Linked DNA regions of Mus musculus: region 1 is linked to region 2. A link is a contact called in public HiChIP or PLAC-seq data. All regions are on one chromosome and are shown on one strand. Each heading gives the region's core, a stretch centred on a gene start, on an enhancer-like site or on the middle of the called end of the contact. The rest is flanking DNA. Distances are from core to core; before and after follow the strand shown. Region 1 overlaps Morrbid (myeloid RNA regulator of BCL2L11 induced cell death). Region 2 overlaps Acoxl (acyl-Coenzyme A oxidase-like).

Region 1 (6,658 bases), core at 3,706-6,205, 450 kb after region 2:
GGGAGGCACACAGGGTAGGGATGGACCTGCTGGCACTCCTGTGGGAGGCACACAGGGTAGGGATGCATTCACCGCAAATATGAGCCTTGGTCCAAAAACTAATGCTTCCAGAACGTTCTTTGTCCCACATGTGAACACAAAGGAGTGAAACTCATGACTTCTGAAACCACAGAGTGTATTTGACTTTTTCATCTGCATTCTCTTCCTTGAACAACTTCTGTGTAAGGTGGGATGACATTCTAGAACATGCAACTCAATAAGGAGACAATTTTGCTGGTTCTTTTTTTTTTTTTAAAGATTTATTTATTTGTTTTATGTATATGAGTACACACCAGACACACCAGAAGAGGGCATCAGATCCCATTACAGATGGTTGTGAGCCACCATGTGGTTGCTGGGAATTGAACTCAGGACCTCTGGAAGAGCAGTCAGTGCTCTTAACAGCTGAACTATCTCTTCAGTCCTAATTTTGCTGGTTCTAAACAGCAAAAAGAGTTGGGTTCAACTAGAGTGTTCTTTATTTCCTTTATTTTCCCTGGTGTTGTCTGGGTCTATAGCTGCTAACCAGCAGTAGTTAAGGTCTTCACACCCATCCTGGCAACAGACCACAGTGAGCCTCGTCTCCTCTATAGACTGGAGCTATGGCGAAGGTGTCTTACGCTGTCTCCATGTTCCACAAAAGAACACCCTTGCTGAAGGGGTGGCTGGGGTATCATCTGGCACACAGGTGTCCCCACTTGTTATTGGTGGCTGCTCAGCCAATATACACTTGGGGAATCGAGGGGTAGTCCCTTAGAGATATTTCACTGATTTTTATAACACTTCCACTTTGTAAGCCTCTTAATGCTTCCATGAAAGAAACTGTGCCACCCAAGCCTAGCCCTCACACATGGTACCCTCTCTAGCCTCATCCGCACAAATGGAGGCCCAGGTGGTACCATCTGCTCTGGGTTCTTGAAATATTGACCTGACCAGAGTGGCCTGGAGTTTCAAAAGTCGACCTGTCTCTGTTGTCGCTTCTGCTGGGACTGTGACTCCTGTGCGTCCATTCTCCTGTCTCCCAAGCGCAGGGTACAGGCTCTTTCTGTCGCACCAAAGTCCCACACAGAAAGCCAGTAGTTCCAAGAGGACTGAGGGTCTGGCTAGTTTTGTGTCAACTTGACACAGGCTGGAGTTATCACAGAGAAAGGAGCTTCAGTTGGGGAAATACCTCCATGAGATCCAGCTGTGGGGCATTTTCTCAATTAGTGATCAAGGGGGTTGGGGGGCAGCATTGTGGGTGGTGGCATTCCTGGTCTGGTAGTCTTGGGTTCTATAAGAGAGAAGGCTGAGCAAGCCAGGGAAAGCAAGCCAGTGAGAAACATCCCTCCATGGCCTCTGCATCAGTTCCTGCTTCCTGACCTGCTTATGTTCCAGCCCTTACATCCTTTGATGATTAACAGCAATGTGGAAAGTGTAAGCCAAATAAACCCTTTCCTCCCCAACTTGTTTCTTGGTCATGATGTTTGTTCAGGAATAGAAATCCTGACTAAGACAATCTTCATTATAATTCCGCCCACAACGTCTTAATTAGAAAGCTATTTGCTCACCAACCCCCCCCCAATAACCTGCAAGCACCCCCAAGTGTGCAGCCTGAAGGTGAGAGACTCCCATACCAGGCTCTGGCAACCAAAGCTTGACACAGATGTCTCCCCATCACCGCAGCCTGAGTGAGGTGCCCAGTTGTGCCAGTCATTCTCCTCTGCCGTGCCACCACACCACCATGTCATTCCTCCTCTGTAGGATTCTTCCCCGTTTTACCTTTATTAATTTTTAACTGTGTACGTAATATGTGTATGTGTGTGTGTGTGTGTGTGTGTGTGTGTGTGTGTGTTTGTGTGTGTGCAGGTTAATACAGGTGAAGGATGAGGCTGACTGACAGTTATCAATCTCTACCCTGTTTTATTGAGACAAGGTCTCTCACTGCACTTGAACTAACTTGTTCAGTTAGCCCAGCTCTGCAGATCTGCCTTGTTTTGACCCTAACCCCTTGTACTGGGGATCACAGATATATTCCACCTTTACGAGGACACTAGGTATCTAAACTCAGGCCCTCACACTTGATCAACAAGCACTTTTCCCAGTGAGTCATCTTCCTGGTCCCTTTCCCATTTTGAACACTTACTTCAATCTATTTGTCACTTTATTTCCTAGCAACTTATCCCTTCTCGCCTTTTACAGCCGTCATGTTTCATCCTACACTACATTCTTTGAAACTCAGGTCCTATGAGATTTTAAAACAGAGCCATTCGTGGAGGAGGGTTCCACTTTAGCCATATCTAACATCTGCTGCACAGTCTCTGCTGTGTTAGTGTCTGGATACTTGTGAGTCGTGACCAAAGGTCCTGAGAAGTCTTACAGCTTAAAAAAAAAAAGTATGTATTTCTATTGGCTCATCTGGACTTTCCAGTCCCATCCCAACTGTAGGTCTTTGTGGAGAATTGCAGCCCATAGCTCACTAGCGCCCCCTGACTTCCAATAACACCTCCGCAGGCCTGACTGCAGTAGAACAACCGACCAACAGGTGGCCTGCAAAGAACCCAGCAGCGCGCGGGCACGTGGTGGGTGGGGGGAGCTGCAGGTGGCTGTGTGGGTGTCCCAATTTCATGGGCTTCCATGTTAGATGAGCCAAGCCTTGCAGCTGTGGGCTTCGTAGAGTACAGCGGGGGCAAGGGGTAGCTTTATGGCCTGTGGAGCTTTCTGTGTGATTGTAAAGCACTTTCTCCCTAAGGAGGTATTCATTTGCATGCTGACCTCCTGAACATGGAGGGGCAGACCCTGAGTTCAGACGGTGTGTCTCTGCTCCCATTGCCTAAGGTGAAGTGTCGAGGTGTGGGGATGGGCAAGGAGTAGAAGTGTGTGATGGGAAGAGAAGGGTCCAGAGCAGAAGCCCACGTCCTCATTCTCAGGGGAGTCTGAAATTGACAGACAAAGAAGGAGATACACAACAGTCCACCCCTGTAACCAACATTCCAGGGACCTGGAGTCCTAACCGGGGAGACCCTTGATACTGCATGTTTCAGGACGAGGCTGTGGTTCCATAGTACATACGGGCCTCCTGGTGGCTGCCCTGAGTCACCGATCTAGAGGCCTGACCTCGGGAGGAGGCATTACCTTACCACAGGCTCTATCCCCGCCTCTTCATCTATGTAAATTGCTTTTACAGCACGTGTCATAAATCAGCAGGAGCCGCTGTTACTTTGTGCACTGGCGGGAAGTGCAAGTTGCAAAGGCTATGCTGGCTCTGCTTTCAGCAGGGGCTCCCTAGAGCAGATGCAGGAGGACACTCATGTAGGCTCATCAAGAAAGGAATTAAGACCAAGTCCGGGCCTGGTTACTTTAGGCATGAGCCTAGGTAAAACAAAACAAAACAAAACAAAAATCCCAAAACAACAACAACAACAACAAAACTGAGTGTGCGAGACTCCATGTTTAAAAAGTAAGTTTCCAAACAGGGCTGGGAGGTGGCTCAATAGGCAACGTGCTTGCTACGCAGCTGGAAGACCTGAGTTCAGATCCGAGGGACCCACGTGCAAAGGCAGGTGGGGCGGCTTGCATCTGTAATCTCAGTGCTGGGGAGTGGGGAGGAGATGGACAGATGCAGGGGGCTCGCTGAGCTGAGATGGTCACCTCCAGGCTCCTTCCAGAAAAGCTGAGAAGCAGGGCTCCAGAAGGTGCACACAGACATGCATATCAGACATACATTCAGAGATGCAAGACAGAGGCCACAGAGCATTTAAACAAGCACACACCTTTTTGAAATTACACAGGATGTACGTTCCAGAGGCCAGCCGAGCCTGGATCTGTCATGGGCTCAGGGCTCAGAGCCGGAGAGTGCGGGACTTAACTCTGAAGCAGAACAATCTGGAAAGACCTCTTTGACTGGTGGCTCCCAGGATGGCTCCAGTGTGAGCCCAGATCCCAGCTTCTGGCACACTCCAGAGCTTTAGATCCCCCATCTTCTGCATCGTGAGTCTGTTTCATAGGTGTGTGCGTTCTTATGCGAGGTTATCTTTCCGTTTCCCCACTTACTGAGGGACCCAGAAAAATAAGACCTATTTTCTCCTGGCTTTTGCTTAGCTACCTTTCAGTGCACAGGTACTTGAATCTGAGACATTGAGAGTCCACTGGTCTCCCAGGATCCTGCCTGCCCTGGGCCTGGCCTGTGTCCAGGCCTGTGTCCAGCACTGGGCATATCTGTCTCTCCTGGGCTGCCCACTGCTACCCTGCTTTCTGTCCTGACTTCCTCAGATCCTGGAGTGGTGGCTTCTTGGGCACCTCTGTTGTCAGGACATCGTTTGCCTCATACTTTGATGTCTCTTTAGCAGTTACCTCAGAATACCAGCAAGGCACTCAATCTTATAAACATACAGCTTTTGCTGTGCTTTAGATAACAGCCCATTTTACAGGAAAAGACTTGCTAAGTATTTATGTAGGAAATGGCTATGTTCTGCAGGCCCCTGGTGGAAACAATCTCTGCTTGGCCACAAGAGTATCCCCCTAACTTCAGAAGAGGACAGGTACCTGTAAATTCCTGAACCCCAGTGCAAGGGGACACCCGGCTGGCAGCCTGCCACCAGAGACCCGCTGTACAGACCACGTCCAGCCTTGAGTCCTAGCTCCCCACCTTCTGACTTTGAAGTCAAAGTTTCACATCCTTGAAAAATACTCATGGCAGAAGGCTAGTCCCGAGACTAAAATAACTTTCCACGAAATGCTCAGAAAGCAGCTCCTTGCCTGTAAATGCTGTGATATTATAAGAAACACCCTTGTTTGTGTGCGGTTACGTCTTGTGTAACTGCCTCAGTGGGGCCTGCGAGATCATTTCTGTAACTTCTAAAAACCAGCACTCTTTCACTATAATGTGGCACCTTCTCGGTTCTTTAAACTATTTTTCTCTACAAGTTCTCATGAATTGATGGTTCCTGTTTTTCTGAATGTGCTGTTGGAGCCTGTGTTTCTGAGGGTTCTCCACCATGTTGGTTTAACAACTAGGCAACAAGCCAAAAGTTATCCTATCTTGCTGCTGCTGCTGCTGCTGTCCCTTGGAGAGTGGTCCTCGCTTGCTCGGTGGAAACCATCCCCTGTGGGGGAAGCATCACTGGCTCCCTGAGGAACTCGGACTTCAGAGAAAGGGAAAGGAGAGCGGCAGAGTGGGTGAAAGTTCGGATGGTACGAGACTCTGAGATTAGCCGCCGTGAGCCACCAGCCCTGGGCTCAGGACCCCCCAGAGGATACCCTGTTCTGTATAAGTAAGAGACACACCTTTCCTTTTTTCACGCACCCCCCCTTTTCTTAGCAAATGTAAGTCCAAAATCTACTTTCAAACCTCTCATTATTCAGCCACTTTAAAAAGTAATTCTTATTTGTTGAGATTATTATATAATTACATCATTTCTTCCTTTCCTTTCCTCCTGTCAAGTCATCTCATGTGCCCATCCCCCTTGCTTTCTTTCAAAAATCATGGCTCCTTTTTCTTGAATTGCTGTTACTTTTAAGAAAAATGTAGACACAGCAAGACTATTTGATTCACCTAAATATTCAAAAAAGATTTCTTGCTAACAGGCTGACAGCACACACTCACTGTCAGGAGACAGCCTTCGAGGAGCTAATCCACACTGAAGTGGACCTGAGACTCCTCGGAGCACCCCTCCCCCCGCATGTTGAAACACATACGAGCTACACGCTCTGATCAAACGCTAGGTCTGAGGCTCTGCAGTGCTGCACAGCAGCCATCTGTCTCTCAGGTCTGAAGGTTAGAGGCCAAAGGCAAAGGCTCAGCCAGGCTGTGTGCCTTCCAAGGGAAGGGTCTGCTCCAGGCCTTTCCCTCATCTTCTGGTGATCCTTTGGCTGAGGCTCGGTGTCTCCAGCCTCCTAGGACCTGGGTATATATGTCCACCTGCCTGTTTTGTTTTGTATGGGTGTTTTGCCTGCACATATATCCGTGTACCACATTAACGTCTGGAGCCCAGGAAGGTCAAAAGAGGATGCTGGATCTCCTGGAATTCCAGATGGTTGTGAGCTATGGGAGTGCTGGGAATAGAACCAGGACCTCTGGAAAAGCAGCCAGCACTCTGGACCGCTGAGCCATTTCTTTGAGCCCCAGGTTCTAACGCCACCAGTCATCCTACTCCAAAGGCCCTTGTTCGAGGTAGTTAGATCTGTAATGGCACTGTTATAGAAAAAGGACATGTTCTAAGCTGCTGGGAACATATCCATTTTCAGAGACATAGTCAATCCCAGACATACACTGAGGCTCTACCTGGTGCCTCACAGCCTGTGACTCCTGCTCACTTCTCTCCCACCAACTCAATCCCCTCCAGTAAGCACCCATTTGCTTCCTGTTCTGTCAGGGTCAATGTCCCTGCTCAGGAAGATCAAAGTTGCTCGTAGTGAAGAGTTTTAGTCACTCTGTTCACGCTGAATAGAGCCCGTTCCTCCTTGGCTGAGTCTCCTGTCAGTCTAGTCTCTGTAAGGCACCAGACAAGCTAGTCATGGATTCCTCTCTATAACCCCATGTCACCTGGGGATGCGCTGAGGAACCTTCAGGAAGTCACACGGGCCCTATTTGCATTCCAGTGAGGTGAGTTGGGGCAGACACCAGCAGGCAGACTGCGAG
Region 2 (6,440 bases), core at 1,853-4,352:
TTAGTCCAAGGCCACTGTGAAAGCAATGCTTACCTATGGCATACACAGACGTGCACATACATACTTCTTTCACCTGCTGTACAGACCGATTGAAAATTGCCCACTTGAAGAATGACAGCTAAATCATGGTGGATCTAACATGCTAAATTTGATGTCTAGTACAAGATTGCTCAGAGTCCAAAAAGAAAACCATTAGGCATTCAGTTTTAAACGAAAAAAGAAAGTTATGGGAAGCCTGTCTCCATTTTGATACCAGGCATGATCCTACGGGGAAAGAGATGTGGTAGAGTGTGGCAGGGCTTGGAGCTGGAGTGTTTGATGCCCACGCATTAGCTGATAATGAGAAGCCGAGTTTTCTGTGGTTGGACCTCAGTCTTCTAGGTCCAGTCAATGCTTACATAGTATAGCCATGTCCAAAATCTTCCACATAAACAACTACAGAAAACTAAGCATGGATGATTAGTAGGGATCATGGTTCCAACCCATCCTGGCAAGGAAGGCATAAAGGCCTTTATTGTGGGATGTGTAGTAGAGTTTCCTCACGTTCGTGATGGAGACAGTACTGGAACCAGGAGCTATCTGTAATCTTCATGTGTCTACCCTTAGTGACCTGCTTCTGTTCTTAAGGGTTCCACGGTCTCTTAAAATGATACTGCGAGCTGGAGAGCAAATGTTGAGACATGGGCTCCTAGGGACTTTTAGAGTAACACAGTGCTATGATAGTGGGCTTAAAATGTTCTGCGTTGATTCCAGGGAGATGGCTCAGTGGGTAAAGTGTTTGCTATGCAGGCACAAGGATCTGAGTTCAGATTCCCAGAAGCCACCTTTCGCCAGGCATGGTGGTATATAGGTGGTATATATGTGTAACTCCAGTTCTGGGGGCATAGAATTAGGCAGAGCCCAAGGGCTTGTGGCTATTCAGCCTGAGCACAGCACCCAGCTCTGGTTAAGTGAGAAAACTTGTCTCAAAACATAAGTTGAAAACAGAGGACCTGATGCCTGCCTCTGGCCTCTACATGCATACACATGGGCAAGCATACCTATACATGTGTGCTGCACACACGCATATACCACATACAAGTATGCATACACACATGCATGCTTTGTTTTATAAAATATTTGCACTCTAAGTCTTAAATCTAGGAGTGTTCCCCCAAAAGAGGAGAAACAGAAAGGGTTGGACTGAAGGCTCTCTGAGCGGTTGGGCTATCTCTGTGAAGTCATATGGGAATGGGATGTATGTGTCCCACTGAGGGCTCTCACCTGATCCCTTGACTGTAACCTGAAATTGAATTATTAACAATTCTCAGTGGACATGGGAGTGTGTCTGGGCCCCAGCTTCTGTCTGCAGAGGTCAAGCACCTCAACCCTGAAGGAGGCAAGTTTCTCTTCTCCCTTCTGGCTGCAGAAATGCCTGTGAACTACCTAGCACCCTGAGCTTATACTCCAAGATATCTCAGAGTCAAGGACAGAGGCTCAGCCACATAGGATTTTCTCCTTCAGGGTGACTGGATGTCATTCACAGCAGACTGATGCAATGATGCTTCGGAGCAGGAAACATGGGAAGCAATTATCTTTTTAGTAGGTCACTGGCCTCCTTTGGGAGAAGAGACCAGAGGGAGAGTAGAGAAGGCAGGCAGTGTAGTCCCCCCCAAGAGGCTGCGCCTGCAGAAGCTGCCTTGGTGATTAATAGCCGTGTCACTTTCTGCGAATGTTGCTTCAAGCGGCCGTGTTCACAATTGAGTGGGGATGAAATACAACAACCAAAAATAAATGTTTCCTCTATTCCTTAGTTGTTGCCAGAGCCCAGAAATAGCGTTTCAGATCTATAATCTTAAATGGCATCATTCGCAGTTCTCTCTGAGCCCTGGATTGATTTTCACGTGGATATCAGCGTGCATACATACTCGGCTCTTTGTTTTTGTTTTTTTTTTAAAGATCATGAGAAAGCTAAGTGACTTGGATTCTTTTTCTTTGGAGGGAGTGCTGAAATGAGAATTGTTTTTATAGAGAAAAATATACCCTTTACATGTATTTTTAACAAAAAATAGTAACCCAGTGGAGGAAAGACAGGAAGAATATTGTGTCCATATAGATCATATTCTGGAACAATAAAAACGTCTGGCAGGCAGTAATTGCTGGCCAGCTGCAGGGATTACAGCCCTGTGAGCTGTGTTCAGGGCAGCATGCCAGGATGCTGGCAACCAGGGAAGGAGCCTTCAGTGTGCCCGACTGGGTCCATAAACATGATGCTGAGTGCAGAATAGCCAGTCAAGGTTGCCATGTGGGCTATGACTTCTCTGACCAGTGTCTTGATATCCCCTGTCTCTGCTGCCTCTCTTGCAGCCAGACAACAAGCTTGGGGATAATGGTGGCAGTCTTAGGGCTGACCTCTGGTAGCATCTCTGAGCACAAAAGCCATTAATCTTTATTGTCACATTTCCCACCTCTACAGCCAGATAGAACATCAGACAGGTCAGAAGCCAGTGGAAACTCCCTTTTGGTGCTTTGGGACTGTCAGCATCTGAGGCCAGAGGGAAGGAGTTGTGGACCCTGCTTTCTGCTCATCCACTGATTTGGGGTTTTTTTTTTTTTCTGTTCTCATAGAAGAAAGTCAGGGTATGGCTGTTGGCATGAGGTGGGTTCCTCTCTTCTCCTCTCTCATTCTTCTCATTAATTTCTATCCTAACTGACTACCCATGTTCCCTTGTCAAAGTTATTTCTCTGTAACAACTATTAATAAGCAGACATTCCAGAAAAACAACACAAAACACTAGCATCAGTCGGGAGGTAGAGGGTGCCAGCAGAAAGCATGGACTAAGCAGGCTAAGCAGGCTAAGCAGATTAGGAATGACTCGTTGGATGCTTTGGGAGGCTTCTGATATTGGCAGGGGGCTCTCCTTGGTCTGACACTACCTTGGTGTCACCTGGGGTGACCTGTGCAGGGTAACAGTGGCCTACATTGTGATAGCCTCGTGAAGGAGGTATTGGGGCCTCTGAATTTGTTAGCTTGCATTTGGAAGATGTTGTCATGGGGACATCATTTGCTATCTTTAGGAATGAGCTCACCCTGGGAGGCGGGGCAAACACTCCAGGATCAAGCAAGGCTCCAGTGGAGAAGCATCAGGAGCAGTCAGTTAGTAGAGACACATGCAGTGTCAGGCTGCAAGGGAGAGACATTGGCACTGGAGGGATCACAGGAAGATTACTGAGGGCATTCTAGGGAGAAGCAACTTTGCTTTTATTGGTTTGTTTCTGTTTGGGTTTTGGAAGGGATATGTTAGAGAGAGGGAGAAATATCAGAAAAGTCTCAGTTGGGGAGGGGGATGTGTCTTAGTTAGGGTTTTATTGCTGTGACATCATGACCATGCAACTCTTATTAAAAAAAATTAATTGAGGCTGGCTGATAGTTTCAGAGGTTTAGTCCATTATCATGGCAGGAAGCATGGCAGTGTGCAGGCAGACACGGTGCTAGAGGAGCTGAGAATTCTGCATCTTGATCCACAGGCAGCAGCAGGATACTGTCTTCCACACTGAGTGTAGCTTGAGCATAGGAAATCTCAAAGCCCACTCTCACAGTAACATACTTCCTTCAAGGCAAGACCTACTCCGACAAGGCCACACCTCCTGATAGTGTCACTCCCTATGAGCTAACCATGCAAACACATGAGTTGATGGGGACCTTGCCAATTTGTCTTAGTTTGGGTCTTTGTAGAGACACCATGAACATAGCAACTTGAATAAAGGCAAACATTTAATTGGTGCTGGCCTACAGTTTCAGAGATCCAGTCCATTATTGGCATGGCCGGAAACACGGCAGCATGCGGGCAGGCATGGTGCTGCAGGGAGCTGAGAGTTCTACATTTTGATGTGAAGGCAGCAGAGAGAGACTGTGAGCCACACTGGGCATAGCTTGAGCATAGGAGACCTTAAAGCTCACCCCAACAGTGACACACTTCCTCCAGGAATACCACACTTACTCCAACAAGGCCATGCCTCCTAATAGTACCCACTCCCTATGGGCCTATGGGGGCCAATTACATTTAAAGAACCACACTATTCAAACTACCATTCCAGCTTCTAGCCCCCATAAGCTTGTAGCCATAACATAATGCAAAATGCATTTAGTCCATCTTCAAAAGTTCCCATAGCCTATCACAGTCTCAACAATGTTTAAAACTCCAAAGTTCAAAGCCTCTTCTGAGATTCATGCAATCTCTTAACTGTAATCCTTTAAAATCAAAATTGCACACTTTACCAGATCACATACTTCCAACATATAATAGCACAGGATATACATTACTGTTTCAAAAGATATGGAAGAGAGCATAGTAGGGAACTTCTGGACCAAAGCAAGACCAAAACCAGCTGGACAAACTCCAGCCTCTGCATCAGATCTCCAACTCCTTTCAGCTTTGTTGACAGCAACACATTTCTTTTTCTCAGTCTGGTTCCACGTCCTGTTAACAGGTTTCCTTGGCAGGTATACCATGGCTCTGGCACTTGGGGTCCCAAAGGCAGCCCAGACTTCACTTTTATTGCTTCTCACAATGGCCTCTTGAAGGGACACCCCTGCCAATACATACACTTGGCCCTAGTGACTTTCCTCAGTCTGGGGGCTGGGGACTTCTACAACCCTTTTCTTCTATCCTTGACTCTAAAGACAGAACCACATGGCCGAAGCTGATGAGCTCTGCTTTTTGTTGGGGCTGCAGCATGGCCCCCTTGTTCAATTACATCATCACTAACTTCCTGTTTTTGATGCTTTCCTTTTCTGTTCGGCTGACCTTGATCTCAGAGATGAGCATGCCTCTGTATCCTAGGGGCTGAGATTAAATGTGTGTACCACTAGTCTTCTCCTCTGAAGCCTCTTGAGCCAGGCTCCTACAGTTCAAATGCACTTAAAGCATTCCACTGGCTTGCTAAACCAAAATCCCCCAATACACATTCCTCCAAACAAAATCATGGTCAGGCCTATCATAGCAATACTCCGGTCCCTGGTACCAACTTCTGTCTTCAGGTTTTATGGCTGTGAACAGACACCATGACCATGGCAACTATTATAAAAGAAAATATTTAATTGGGGCTGGCTTACAGTTTTAGAGATTTAGTCCATTATTATCATGGTGGGAAGAATGGCAGCATCCAGGCAGACGTGGTGCTGGAGAAAGAGCTGAAATCTTGTTCTGTTGGCTGCAGAAGGGGACTGTCTTTCATACTGGGCATAGGTGGCCCCTGCAGTGACATACTTCTGCCAAGGCAAGATTTTCTCCAACAAGACCACACTTCCTAGTAGTGCTACTCCCTATGGCCAAGCATTCAAACACAGGAGTCTATGGGGCCATACCTATTTAAACCACCACAGAATACGTGGCTGAACCACCACAAGTGAGTCCAGTTAGATATATGGTAGCTGGGCTTGGGGCTAGTGGAGGCAGTGAGCCCTGCATGGATGGACAGAGGCCCTGGGTGAGGAAAGTGTGTGAAACATCATTGAGAATTCAAGCAAAGCTCAAGTGGACTCTTGGATGTCAGAAGCATTTGAGTTAAATTCCCAATCATCTGGCTACTATATTTTAAATGCCTATGTGTGGCTATGCATCACAGACTAATCAATAGGTTAGGAGGTAGTGATAATTACAAATTAAGTGCTTTCTTTTATTAGAGTCATGGCATCTCTTCTCAGGAATAGAACTTTGGCTAAGACAATGGGGCTAGAAAACCAGTGCCTCCCAAGGCATCAGTAAACTCAGTGAGTGGCAGATTCTGGAGGCTTAGTGTGAAAAGATAGCTATGCCCTGAGCAAGGGTTTGGTGGGCATAAGCCACAGTATATCCCAGCATGAGAGTGGATATAAGTGCTTTACAAGGAAGGGTGGGAGGGCATATATATTCTTGTGAAATCTCTCAAGTTTATGAAATCAGCCAGCAGTCCTGAAGTGAAGTAGCTGACCTCCATGTCACATGATAAGATATACTCTGAACCCTGCCATGTGGACTCTTGGTGGTCTCTCTGGCCTGTAACTATTATTATGATTGGACCCAGAAAGGGTCAAAGAGGAAATGGGATCATCACAAATTATGCTCACATTGGGGAACCGATTATATTAGTTTTGTTTTCTGTTACTGTGATAAAACATCCTGAAAAAAAGAAAACAACTTAAGGAAGGATTTTTTTTCTCATTAATGTATTTGTTTATTCACTTTATATCTCAATATCCACTCCCCTCTCCTCCCAGTACCCCCCCCACCCAGCTCCTTCTTCCATCCCCCCTTCTCCCCTGAGAAGGGGGAGGCCCTCTGGGTATCACCCACCCTTGCACTGCAAGACACTGCAGGTCTAGGCCCATCTTCCTCCACTGAGACCATCCAAGGCAGCACAGTTAGGGAAATGGGATCCATAGACAGATAAGAGGTTCAGGGACAGTCCCTGCTCCAGGT

Evidence for each region. HiChIP or PLAC-seq counts read pairs in DNA pulled down with a chosen protein or histone mark.
Region 1: a contact with region 2 is called in an H3K4me3 HiChIP or PLAC-seq map of bone marrow-derived macrophages, with 6 times the contacts expected there. The contact joins two enhancer-like sites. A contact is called at or near these places in 1 of 484 Hi-C or Micro-C datasets (bone marrow-derived macrophages), 7 of 115 datasets of contacts at active chromatin or transcription factors (CD8 T cells, acute myeloid leukemia, bone marrow-derived macrophages and 4 more) and 1 of 9 other capture datasets (embryonic stem cells).

The regions. Positions count from the first base shown.
Region 1 is chr2:128,410,001-128,416,658 of GRCm38.p6, forward strand. All of the region lies in intron 1 of Morrbid (myeloid RNA regulator of BCL2L11 induced cell death), which reads right to left. Among named protein-coding and RNA genes, the nearest start is that of Gm14010, 9.4 kb to the right of the region's middle. Within about 2 kb of position 4,956, at least 51 of the 459 cell types and tissues checked have an H3K27ac peak or open chromatin away from gene starts, as enhancers often do. A contact at or near this core is called in bone marrow-derived macrophages, where this site is marked.
Region 2 is chr2:127,959,184-127,965,623 of GRCm38.p6, forward strand. The region is part of intron 9 of Acoxl (acyl-Coenzyme A oxidase-like); the gene reads left to right. Among named protein-coding and RNA genes, the nearest start is that of Acoxl, 110 kb to the left of the region's middle. Within about 2 kb of position 3,103, at least 52 of the 459 cell types and tissues checked have an H3K27ac peak or open chromatin away from gene starts, as enhancers often do. A contact at or near this core is called in bone marrow-derived macrophages, where this site is marked.